Linked DNA regions of Sus scrofa: regions 1 and 3 are each linked to region 2. A link is a contact called in public HiChIP or PLAC-seq data. All regions are on one chromosome and are shown on one strand. The core of a region is the stretch at or near the end of the contact, and the rest is flanking DNA. Distances in the headings are between cores, read along the strand shown.

Region 1 (3,188 bases), core at 543-3,042, 52 kb before region 2:
GCGTCTTGGGAGCTCTGGGATGCAGGTTCCATCCCCAGCCCGGCACAGTGGTTTAAGCAGCTGCGGCTTAGGTCACATCTGTGGCTGGGATCTGATCCCTGGCCTGGGAACTCCGTATGCCCCAGGGCAGCCAAAAAATAAATAAATAAAATCATGAAAAGATAAAAATGACTGATATCAGATTCTTAAGTTTGGGAAAGAAGAAGAGAAAGAGCTCTAGGCACCCAAAGGCAGTAGGTAGAGGATACCGGATAATGGAAAAAGATGAAAGGAGAAGGCTAGAAGCTGAGCTGCCTCTTATCCAATTCCGCTGAAGGCTGGACATGATGAAATGAAATGGAAGAGGCTGGAAGGTGAGGACCACACTTAGTTAAGTCTGGGCTGCAGTACTGTCACTGGGACAACTTTTGATCACATGTCAAACTGCTCTAGTTTGGGGGCAAGAGGAAGAGGGGCACTCGTGTGGCAGAATGTCCAGAGATAGGGCATCTGGAAGATAAAAGATTCTGCTAAGTCTCTTCCCCAGAAATATCAATGGAAAACACATTTTCTTTTATTCTGTCTTTCTCTTTGGCTTTGCCAGCTTCTAGGTTCTCTGTCTCCGTTCCCCCTATGTCTCCGTTACTGCTTTTTTTCCCTCTTTAATAACGATCAAGTCCAAAGAAACCTGAGAAACCCCACTCCCACTATCTCTTCCTGAGTGACCAGGGACCTTCCCCCTCTTCCCCAAGGAAGCGTTGGGGTTGGGAACAAGTCTCTCTCACTGTCAGGCCCTGTGAAGCACGAACAGAGCCAGCAGTCAGTGTAAAGAACCAAAAGATCTGGAATTTGGATGAGCCTGGTCTAAAGTCCACCCTGGACAGTCCAAATCCTGACACCCAGGGGGAGGGCCCTTCTCTCCAGCTGGGCCAGATTTTATGCAAGGCATTTAGTGTGTCAAAGTGTCAGTCTTTGGCCTTAGAGTCGGTCTCCTGACCTGTTTTCCAACCCCGCCCCTGGGTGATCTGGGTTAATGGAGCTCTCCACCTCCTCTCCAAAACATTAGACCCTTGACCTACCTACCTTCCTGACTAGAGGCAAGAAAGATCAGTGTGGACTGGGAGCTCTTGAGGACACAGGAGTCAGAGAAAAGGAAGGGGAGAGTAGCATTAAACGAAAAGATGTCAGAACTAGGACCTCTCCCCAGTCTGACCCCTCACAGCAGGGTAACTGAGGTGGGGTCCGGGAGTCTCTCAAATGCTAGTTCCCAATGGGCTGCAGTTCCAGTCTGGCCGAAGAGCGCCATCTGGCGGCCAGCCCCTCAAACTGGAATCTCTTTGCCCTAACTGAGTTCTCGAAGCCAGAAGACAACCTGGGCGGAACCGTCACCTCCTCTCCTACGTCACTCCGGGGACCCCGCCCCTGCCTGGATCGCACCTCCTCCTGCGGGCGACTGGCCCTAGCGCCTCCCCCGCAGAATTGCCGCCCTTCCGCCCTCTCGGGTTGATCGCTTCCCCGGTAGAAATCTGCTTAATGCTCCCCCGGGGATCCGCCCCACCTCGTCGGGGAGCCCATCCTATCCCCTGGGAATCTGCCCCCGTCCTCTTCCTCCCCTCCCGGGGGATGGACTGCCCTGCTCCTCTTCCACATACTAACAGGGAGCCTCCTCCGGTCCACAGGACCCAAATCCAGGTTACTAACGAGGTCTCCCCTCCCCTCGTCCCAGAAGGACTCCGCGGCCAGGGAGCCGGCCTCGTCGGCGCCCACGCCCGCTGATGGGCGGAGCTCCGCGGGCTCGGCCCCGGGATGGGCTGTCCCATCGTGACGTCACTTCCGTCCGGGCCTGGCCGCGGTTCGGGATCCTTGGGCCGAGGGGGGGCAAGGAGGTGGCAGCTGAGCGAGGAGGCGGCGCGGAGGCCGAGGACTCACGCCTGGACCAATCCCGCGTCCCGGGCCGCAAGCCCCGATCCTGCCGCGCCCCGAGAGGCAAGACCGGCCGGATGGGCCGCTGAGCCCGGATCGGGGACCGGTGAGGCGCGAGCGGAGCGGGCAGCCGGTCCGGGGCGGGAACGGCCCGCTGAGCTGCAGAGGGTCCGGGAGCTTGGGATGCGGGGAGGGAAGCGGGTCAGGCCCGCCTCTCCTACTCGCCCGGCGGGGAGGCAGGGGCCGGGGAAGCCGCCGACAGGCGTGGCGAGGACGGTGAGGCCCGTCCGGGGGAGGCCTGGCGGCGGCCGGGTGTGAGGAGGGGGCGGGGTGGTTGGGGTCATTATTGGGCCGGCACTTGGGATTCGCCTCCGGCACGGTGGCGTCGGGGAGGGGGAGTATGCTTCTGGCCAGGGCTTTGGGAAGAGGATGACTATGAGTGGGGGAGGCAGAAAACAGGCTTGGAAAATTTTTCCATGGTCCTTTTTCAGAGAGAGGTTCGAAAAGCTCTTCTCTCCCTAGAGGGTGATGTTGAACACCTGGAGAAGGGTCTCAAGTGGAGTTGGGGGCGGGGGGAGGTCAGTTACAGTATTTGGAAGGGACAGTGCTCTGCGAGTCCCTGCCCTGAGCGGATGTGCAAAAAAGCCTGGCCGCCTCCAAAATCTGAGCCTCCACATCTTCACAGTGTGGAGCCCCCTGGAGCTAAAATCAGGATGTTCCGCTTCATGAGGGACGTGGAGCCTGAGGACCCCATGTTCTTGATGTGAGTATCCCCGCCCCCTCACGCGCTAGAGCACGCATCCGCTCCACATCAGGTCTCCGAGTAGTTCAGATGGACTCAGGGCCTCCCGTTGCTGCTCAGCCCCAGCTCAGACTTTGAGGGGAAGTCTGTGCTCCTGGTTCCCTAAGGCTGTTTTCTTGGCGGGGGCGGGGAGGCGTTGACTGCTGGCCTTTCTAAGCCCACACGGTATACACCCCATGCACAGGGACCCCTTTGCCATTCACCGTCAGCACATGAACCGGATGTTGTCGGGTGGCTTTGGATACAGCCCCTTCCTCAGCATCACAGATGGCAGCATGCCAGGGACCAGGCCTGCCAGCCGCAGGATGCAGGTAAATGGTGGTGCAACAGACCTGAGACCAGAAGAAAGGTTGGAGGGTGGTTGTATCAAAGTGCTTGATTTTTCTTGCACAATGGCCGGCTTAGCAAGTGGGCAGAGGGGTCTGGAAAACAGGTTTTGTGATCCCCTGTTGAGGGCTTGGTTTGGGACAGTAATGAGCTAGGA
Region 2 (3,022 bases), core at 501-3,000:
AGAATAGGAAGAGAACCAGGACTTAGAGTGATTACTGCCATTTTGCTCCTACTTTTCTATAGCAGCTCCCAAAGTCAAGATTTCTCACATGGCTGATCGCTAACCCATTCAGCACCTGGGTCTTGTCACACCTGTGCCCTTCAGACCTTTATCCTGCCACTTGTGGCTACTGGGTTGACACAGACTGAGTACAGAGTCCCAAAATGTGGTAGAGAGAGCAGACATCTTTAAAAAGATACACTTACAAGCCCACAATACATATCCTCCATTTAAACATTTAATTGAAATGTTTATTTTTAGGTATCTTTTGCTACTTCTGCGCTGTGATTTTGGGAAAATTCACTGAAGTCTTCAGAGTCTTATGTTCATTATCTGTAAGATTTGGCATTACAATTATTCCTATCACGGTTATTTTAATCTCTAAGCAAGGAAATATTACTGTTAATAGGAGGCACTTCAATTCTGTTTCACTCAAAATAGAGCCAAGCCCAGAGGGATTCTAGTCAGATCCGGGGCAGGCTAGTGGGAGCATTTATTTGCTTAAATGGCATATATTTATTCAGCATTTACTGTGTGATTAGCAAAGCAGTGGGAAGGTACCATGTATGAGACAGTTTCTCCCCTGAGTTGCTGACAATTTCGCTGAAGATCACATACACGAAATAGTCAAAACAGCAACAAAAGGTAGGGACCGAATGCTGTGGGAATTCAGAGGACAGGATCGTTACGGGTTGGAGCAATCGAGGAAGGCTTCCTGAAAGATTTCATTGTAACTGTTCGTTGATAGTTGATATAATAAACGTTTACCGACGGTTAAGCGCCCAGCTCTGAGGATAGGGCAGTGAACAATTCACAGTCCTTGTCCTCATGGAGCCGACATTCCAGAAGGAAAAGGAGGACAGCAAACAATGTACCAGGTAGAGGTGAGTGATATATTTAAAAGTAAAGCCAGGGGAGGAGATAGAGCTGTGGACGACGGCCAGTGGAGTTTAGAGACCAAAGAAAAGGGGAGTAACGGGTGTGGTCAGAGACGGGGCGGACTCTGATGGCTGGGAAAGGTTATTAGTTACTCCTTGGGCCAAAGTAGGGATCTCAGAAAGCCGACACACCCTTATCCCTCTCCGTGTATTCACAGTATTGAGACATTCAAGAGCACACCTAAGAAATAAGAATGGTAGATAACTCCCTATATCAGCCTGTCGCCCCCTGGGGGAAGAGAACCACGACCGGCCTTTTAAGAATCCAAACCTCCCCACGTACCTTGATGCATAATTCATGAACCTGTCGCCTTCCCACCCTCCCACTCCCCCAGAAGTCCCTTCCGGAAGCCCGGGACCGCAGTTCAACTCCTGCCCTTAGAGGAACCCACCTTCACTTCCGCTGTGGCGTCACATCCCTGGCGGGTCCTGCGTCCCTGGGCAGAAGCCACTTCCGCCCCTATTTGTCGTAACGTCCGCCCTGAATACCCTGGAGCGCGAGCCGCGCCGGATGTGCTCTTGCCGCTCCCGGAAGTGACTCGACCTTTGCATTTCCCCCTTTCCCCATTGTGGCCCCCCCTACATAGCTATTTCCCTCCCTCCCCCCTTTTCGTTTCCGGCGCTCCCGCCTTCTCTCAGCCTCGGCTCAACTCCGAGCCAGTGGGGGGAGGGAGGGAGGGAGGGGGCGTGGAGGAATCGGGGTTCTCGGGAGCACAAGCTGCAGCACCACTTCCGGGTGAGTGTTAGGGGAGGGAGGGCGGGAGGGGGCCACCCACTGCCTCGCGCCCCCGCCCTGCGGGTGTCTCGCGCGCGTTCCGTGCGTGTGAGTGTGTGGGTCTGTCTCGCGCCTAAAGTGCGTGCCCGCGCGCTCGCCTCGCGCTCTCCCCCCTCCCCTCGCCCCCTCCGGGTCCTCCCACCATACTCGGCTCCCTCCTTTCCCAGCAAACGCCGCCCCTCCCGCGCTCTGGCGCCGCCGCAGCCGTCGCCGCCGGGTGAGTCTCGCGCCGCTGCAGCCGGCGCGCGCCGAGCTCTCTGCTCCTCCCCCTCCCCTTTTCCTTGGGGGGCGGAGAAGGGGGGTCCTCGATGGGACTGTACGTGTGTCCGTCCCGGAACCGGAAGTGGTTGTGGAGGAGCGGGCGATGGGGAGGAATGGGGGGGCTTAGGGGGCGGGTGTCTGTCTGGTGGGTGGCAGAGTTCAGCTCCCTGGAGGGGAAGGAGAGGCGTCCCAAAGAAGGGTATTTGAGGAAAGGGTGGAGGGCGACATCAGGAGAAGGCGCCCAAGGGCTGTCTCAGGGCAGCGAAGGTGTTTGGGGATCAGCCGGGGTCTCCAATAGCTAGACCACTGTGCAGGCTGAGGGAGGTACTTCTTGGCGTAGGGCCTTGGGTAGGCAGGGGCGAAGTCCTCGCAGAAGTGGGGGGGAGGCCAGAGGAAGCGGCTGGGCCTAAACTGGCACTGTGCCTGACACAAGGGCTTGTGCATCCCCCTTAGTCCTCAGCTTTGCTTTCTGAGCCAATCCTCAGGAGGCAGGGACCCTTCTCTTCTTCCAACTCTCTGTTCTCTCACCCCCGACTACCTGCGGCCCTGGGAAACCAAGAAGAACCAGTGTCTGAGCCCAAGTGGAACCCTCACACTGGTGATAGAGTTCATCTTAGTTGATGGGAATTGAACTTCTTTGCCTTGTATCCACATAGGGGTGGCACTACACTCCTGTTATTATATCCTTGCATCTTTGGATTGTTGGTTGGGGGTCGGCCTGCCTTCCAGACTGAGTGCTGACAGTCAAAGAATTCCTGAGGTTCTCCAGTTCTCCGGTGGCTGCACCCTTACCGGCCCCTGTAACCCAGACAATTTGTTTACAGAAAGTTCAGGAGCCCTGGAAAGGAGAAGGAATAAGACGACAGGAGGAAGAGAGAGAGAGGGTAAGACAATTGGGGGTTAATGGCTTTTTCGGTACGGGGGGAGAAGGGATCATAAAGGGACGTTTTGGGGACAATGTGACAGAATCCTTCACATAATAGCAATTGTAATCTTGGTGTTTGCTGTG
Region 3 (3,001 bases), core at 59-2,558, 46 kb after region 2:
GTCTAGTGGGCCAACTGCAGGGCAGTAGGGCCGAACTTGAGCTTTTTAGGAGGGAGGAAAGAACTGTGGTTGAGCTCAGGAAACCCCTGCTCTGATATCAAGTGAGAGGTCTGATGGTCTGAAAACGGTGAAGTGGGGAGGAGCTGCACCTTTTGTTTGTTTTTCAGCCACACATGTACAAAGTTCCTGGGCCAGGAATTGAACCTGTGCCACAGCAGCCACCAGAACCACAGCAGTGACAACGCTGGGTCCTTGAGGAACTGCATCTTTTTTTTTTTTTTTTGTCTTTGTTGTTGTTGTTGTTGTTGCTATTTCTTGGGCCGCTCCCGCGGCATATGGAGGTTCCCAGGCTAGGGGTTGAATCGGAGCTGTAGCCACCGGCCTACGCCAGAGCCACAGCAAAGCGGGATCCGAGCCGCGTCTGCAACCTACACCACAGCTCACGGCAACGCCGGATCGTTAACCCACTGAGCAAGGGCAGGGACCGAACCCGCAACCTCATGGTTCCTAGTCGGATTCGTTAACCACTGCGCCACGACGGGAACTCCAGGAACTGCATCTTAATGACATGCTTGGAGCTGTGACTCCAGCATCAGCCTTTAATAATCTGGGATCCCCCAAAACATGTTCTGGATACACACATATGAGGGAAACTGCACAGCATTTAGAAGAAAACATTACAGAGTTCCTGTCGTGGCTCAGTGGTTAAAGAACCCGACTAGTATCCATGAGGACGTGGGTTCGATCCCTGGCCTTGCTCAGTGGGTTAAGGATCCAGTTTTGCCATGAGCTGTGGTGTAGGTTGCAGATGTGGCTCGGATCCAACGTTGCTGTGGCTGTGCCTTAGGCTGGCAGCTGTAGCTCCGATTCAGCTCCTAGCCTGGGAACCTCCATATGCCGTGAGTACGATCTTAAAAAGACAAAAAAGAGAAAACATTATGGAGAAGCTCAATATGTAGAATATAGCACAAAGAACAGTGTCAAGCATCTCCATCTACCCTTTATCAGCTTTGATTATCAACATGCCATTGGCCTTTTAATGGGATGTTGAAACCTCTGAGAAGCTCTGTAACAGAGAAACCTTTTCCACTTAGTCTCTCCATTCTCATTCGACCACAGTGTCCTTTTTCACCTGCCGCTTGTTTTTGAGTACTGACTGCAAACACCATGCCCGGTCCTACTGATGTAGAAAACAAGGGGCTCAGCCCGGGGTACAGAGACCAGAGGCTGTCATCTGAGCCCTGGTTCCCCCCCACACACACACACATACACACAGATAGAAGCTACATGTGGCAAGAGTGAAACCACCTGCAGGAACCCAACAGAGAGACAGACAGCCAGGAGGAACTGATGAGAACAAAAGGCTGGTGGGTTAGTCATCTGGCATCACTGGGTGGGTGTGCCAGTTAGGCTCACCGGAAACTGTGGGAAATGTGTGAGCCATGAGGGGACAGTCAGCAGTCAGCGATGGTTGGGGCCAGATGAAGTGCCTTTATCCGCTGGGGATTCTTCTCCTCTGACCTGTCTGTGGACCACTGAGGGCAGTGCTTCCTCCTCTGTCTCCCTGCCCCACGCAGGGTTGGGCGAGTGCAGGGAGCTGGGATCTGCTGACAGCTGCGGAGGTGGGTGTGTCCGCCTGCCTGGAGCAGGTCCTACCAGCCCAGCCCAGCCCAGAACAGGCAGCAGCGGAAGCCAGCTCAAGGCAGCGGCGGAGCCTCAGCGAGCACAGGTATGGGGGCATCACAGGTTGGGGGGAGCCCCCCAGGGGCAGCCCCTCTCCTTTAGAAATAGGACATGGGTGGGGGGGGGTGGAGGTGAAAGTAGGCTGTGGGCCCTGGGAAAATGTTTCAGTCAAAAGCCCAAAGGGACAGGCTTGGGCCCACAGACAGGGGACAGAGGATTGCCCTAGATCTTGAAGCCCCACCCTGGCTGTCCCCGAGGCTGTGTCCTCCCCTTCACCGGTCAGGTCCCCACTGTCAAGCTGAACCCCAATCCCAGGGCCACCGAGGAAGGCCCTCTGGGGCTGGTTGCCAGCCCTTTCCTACTCTTAGACAACGCAAGCCCTAAAACCCACTCGCCCCAGGGCCGGGCCTTTGCCGGTGACAATGAACTCATCTGATGAAACCCCATCAGCAGGGTCAAGGCTCAGCTGTGCCCTTACGGGGATCCTTCCAATGTAACCAGTGTGCTTCAGTGGTGTCTTGGACAGACGCTGCCTTAACCCAGGGCATTGTCTTTATCGGAGGATTAGATGAACTGTGTCCAGGGTCCCTACAGTTCTGCGGGAATGTGGCCTGTGAGGGTCCCGAAGTGGATAAAATTTCAGATACTGAGCATGGGTTGGGGGAGATATTTGAGAGCGGGCAAGGCCTTCTGGTCCCTCTGTGTCCCAACCATGAGGCAGCTGCCCACCGAGTCCTTATGTTCACGGGGGCCTCCCTGACGGAAGGGGTTGTGTCGCCTGTCGCTTCAGGGTGAGCGAAGGTCGTAGCAGAAGGGAAGATGGAGGCAAGGATTAAACGGGAGGCAGAAACCTACTCAACCCATGAGCCTCACTTCCTGGCAACTGAGGGACCCTAGAACCCAGCTCTTTCGGCCTCTGATACCTGTGCCCACAGGAAGGGGAAAGCAGAGACTTGAGTGCTGCCTGAGGTCAGGGCGAGGTCCACGAGGCCAAAGGCTCCTGTGGAGGCGAGAACCACCCAAGGCTATGGAGGGCTGAACCCTCTTAGGTCTTTTTTTTTTTTTCCTGTCTTTTAGGGCCACACCCAACACATATGGAGGTTCCCAGGCTAGGGGTCCAATCAGAGCTATAGCTGCTGGCCTACACCACAGGCATAGCAACTCAGGACCGATGTGCATCTGCGACCCACACCATAGGTCACAGCAATGCTAGATCCTTAACCCACTGAGCAAGGCCAGGGATCGAACCCTCATCCTCATGGATGCTAGTCAGGTTCATTAACGGCTGAGCTATGATGGGAACTCCAGATCCCACCTA

The links. HiChIP or PLAC-seq counts read pairs in DNA pulled down with a chosen protein or histone mark.
Region 1: an H3K27ac HiChIP or PLAC-seq map of alveolar macrophages shows a contact between it and region 2. The contact joins the promoter of MLF2 here to the promoter of ZNF384 in region 2. A contact is called at or near these places in 2 of 47 Hi-C or Micro-C datasets (heart right ventricle and skeletal muscle) and 2 of 2 datasets of contacts at active chromatin or transcription factors (alveolar macrophages and skeletal muscle).
Region 3: a contact with region 2 is called in an H3K27ac HiChIP or PLAC-seq map of alveolar macrophages. The contact joins the promoter of LPAR5 here to the promoter of ZNF384 in region 2. A contact is called at or near these places in 1 of 5 promoter capture datasets (fetal skeletal muscle), 4 of 47 Hi-C or Micro-C datasets (blood, liver and subcutaneous adipose tissue) and 1 of 2 datasets of contacts at active chromatin or transcription factors (alveolar macrophages).

Annotation. Positions count from the first base shown.
Region 1 is chr5:63,949,868-63,953,055 of Sscrofa11.1, forward strand. MLF2 (myeloid leukemia factor 2) reads left to right here and starts at 1,793. Exons shown (of 9, transcript XM_003481695.4): 1 at 1,793-2,008; 2 at 2,588-2,665; 3 at 2,889-3,015. The coding sequence starts at 2,616.
Region 2 is chr5:64,001,718-64,004,739 of Sscrofa11.1, forward strand. ZNF384 (zinc finger protein 384) reads left to right here and starts at 1,751. Exons shown (of 12, transcript XM_021092415.1): 1 at 1,751-1,969; 2 at 2,838-2,897. LOC102163385 (a long non-coding RNA gene) reads right to left here and starts at 1,712. Exons shown (of 2, transcript XR_297164.3): 1 at 1,370-1,712; 2 at 260-1,158.
Region 3 is chr5:64,048,162-64,051,162 of Sscrofa11.1, forward strand. It overlaps LPAR5 (lysophosphatidic acid receptor 5), which reads left to right and starts at 1,309. Exons shown (of 2, transcript XM_005652601.3): 1 at 1,309-1,729.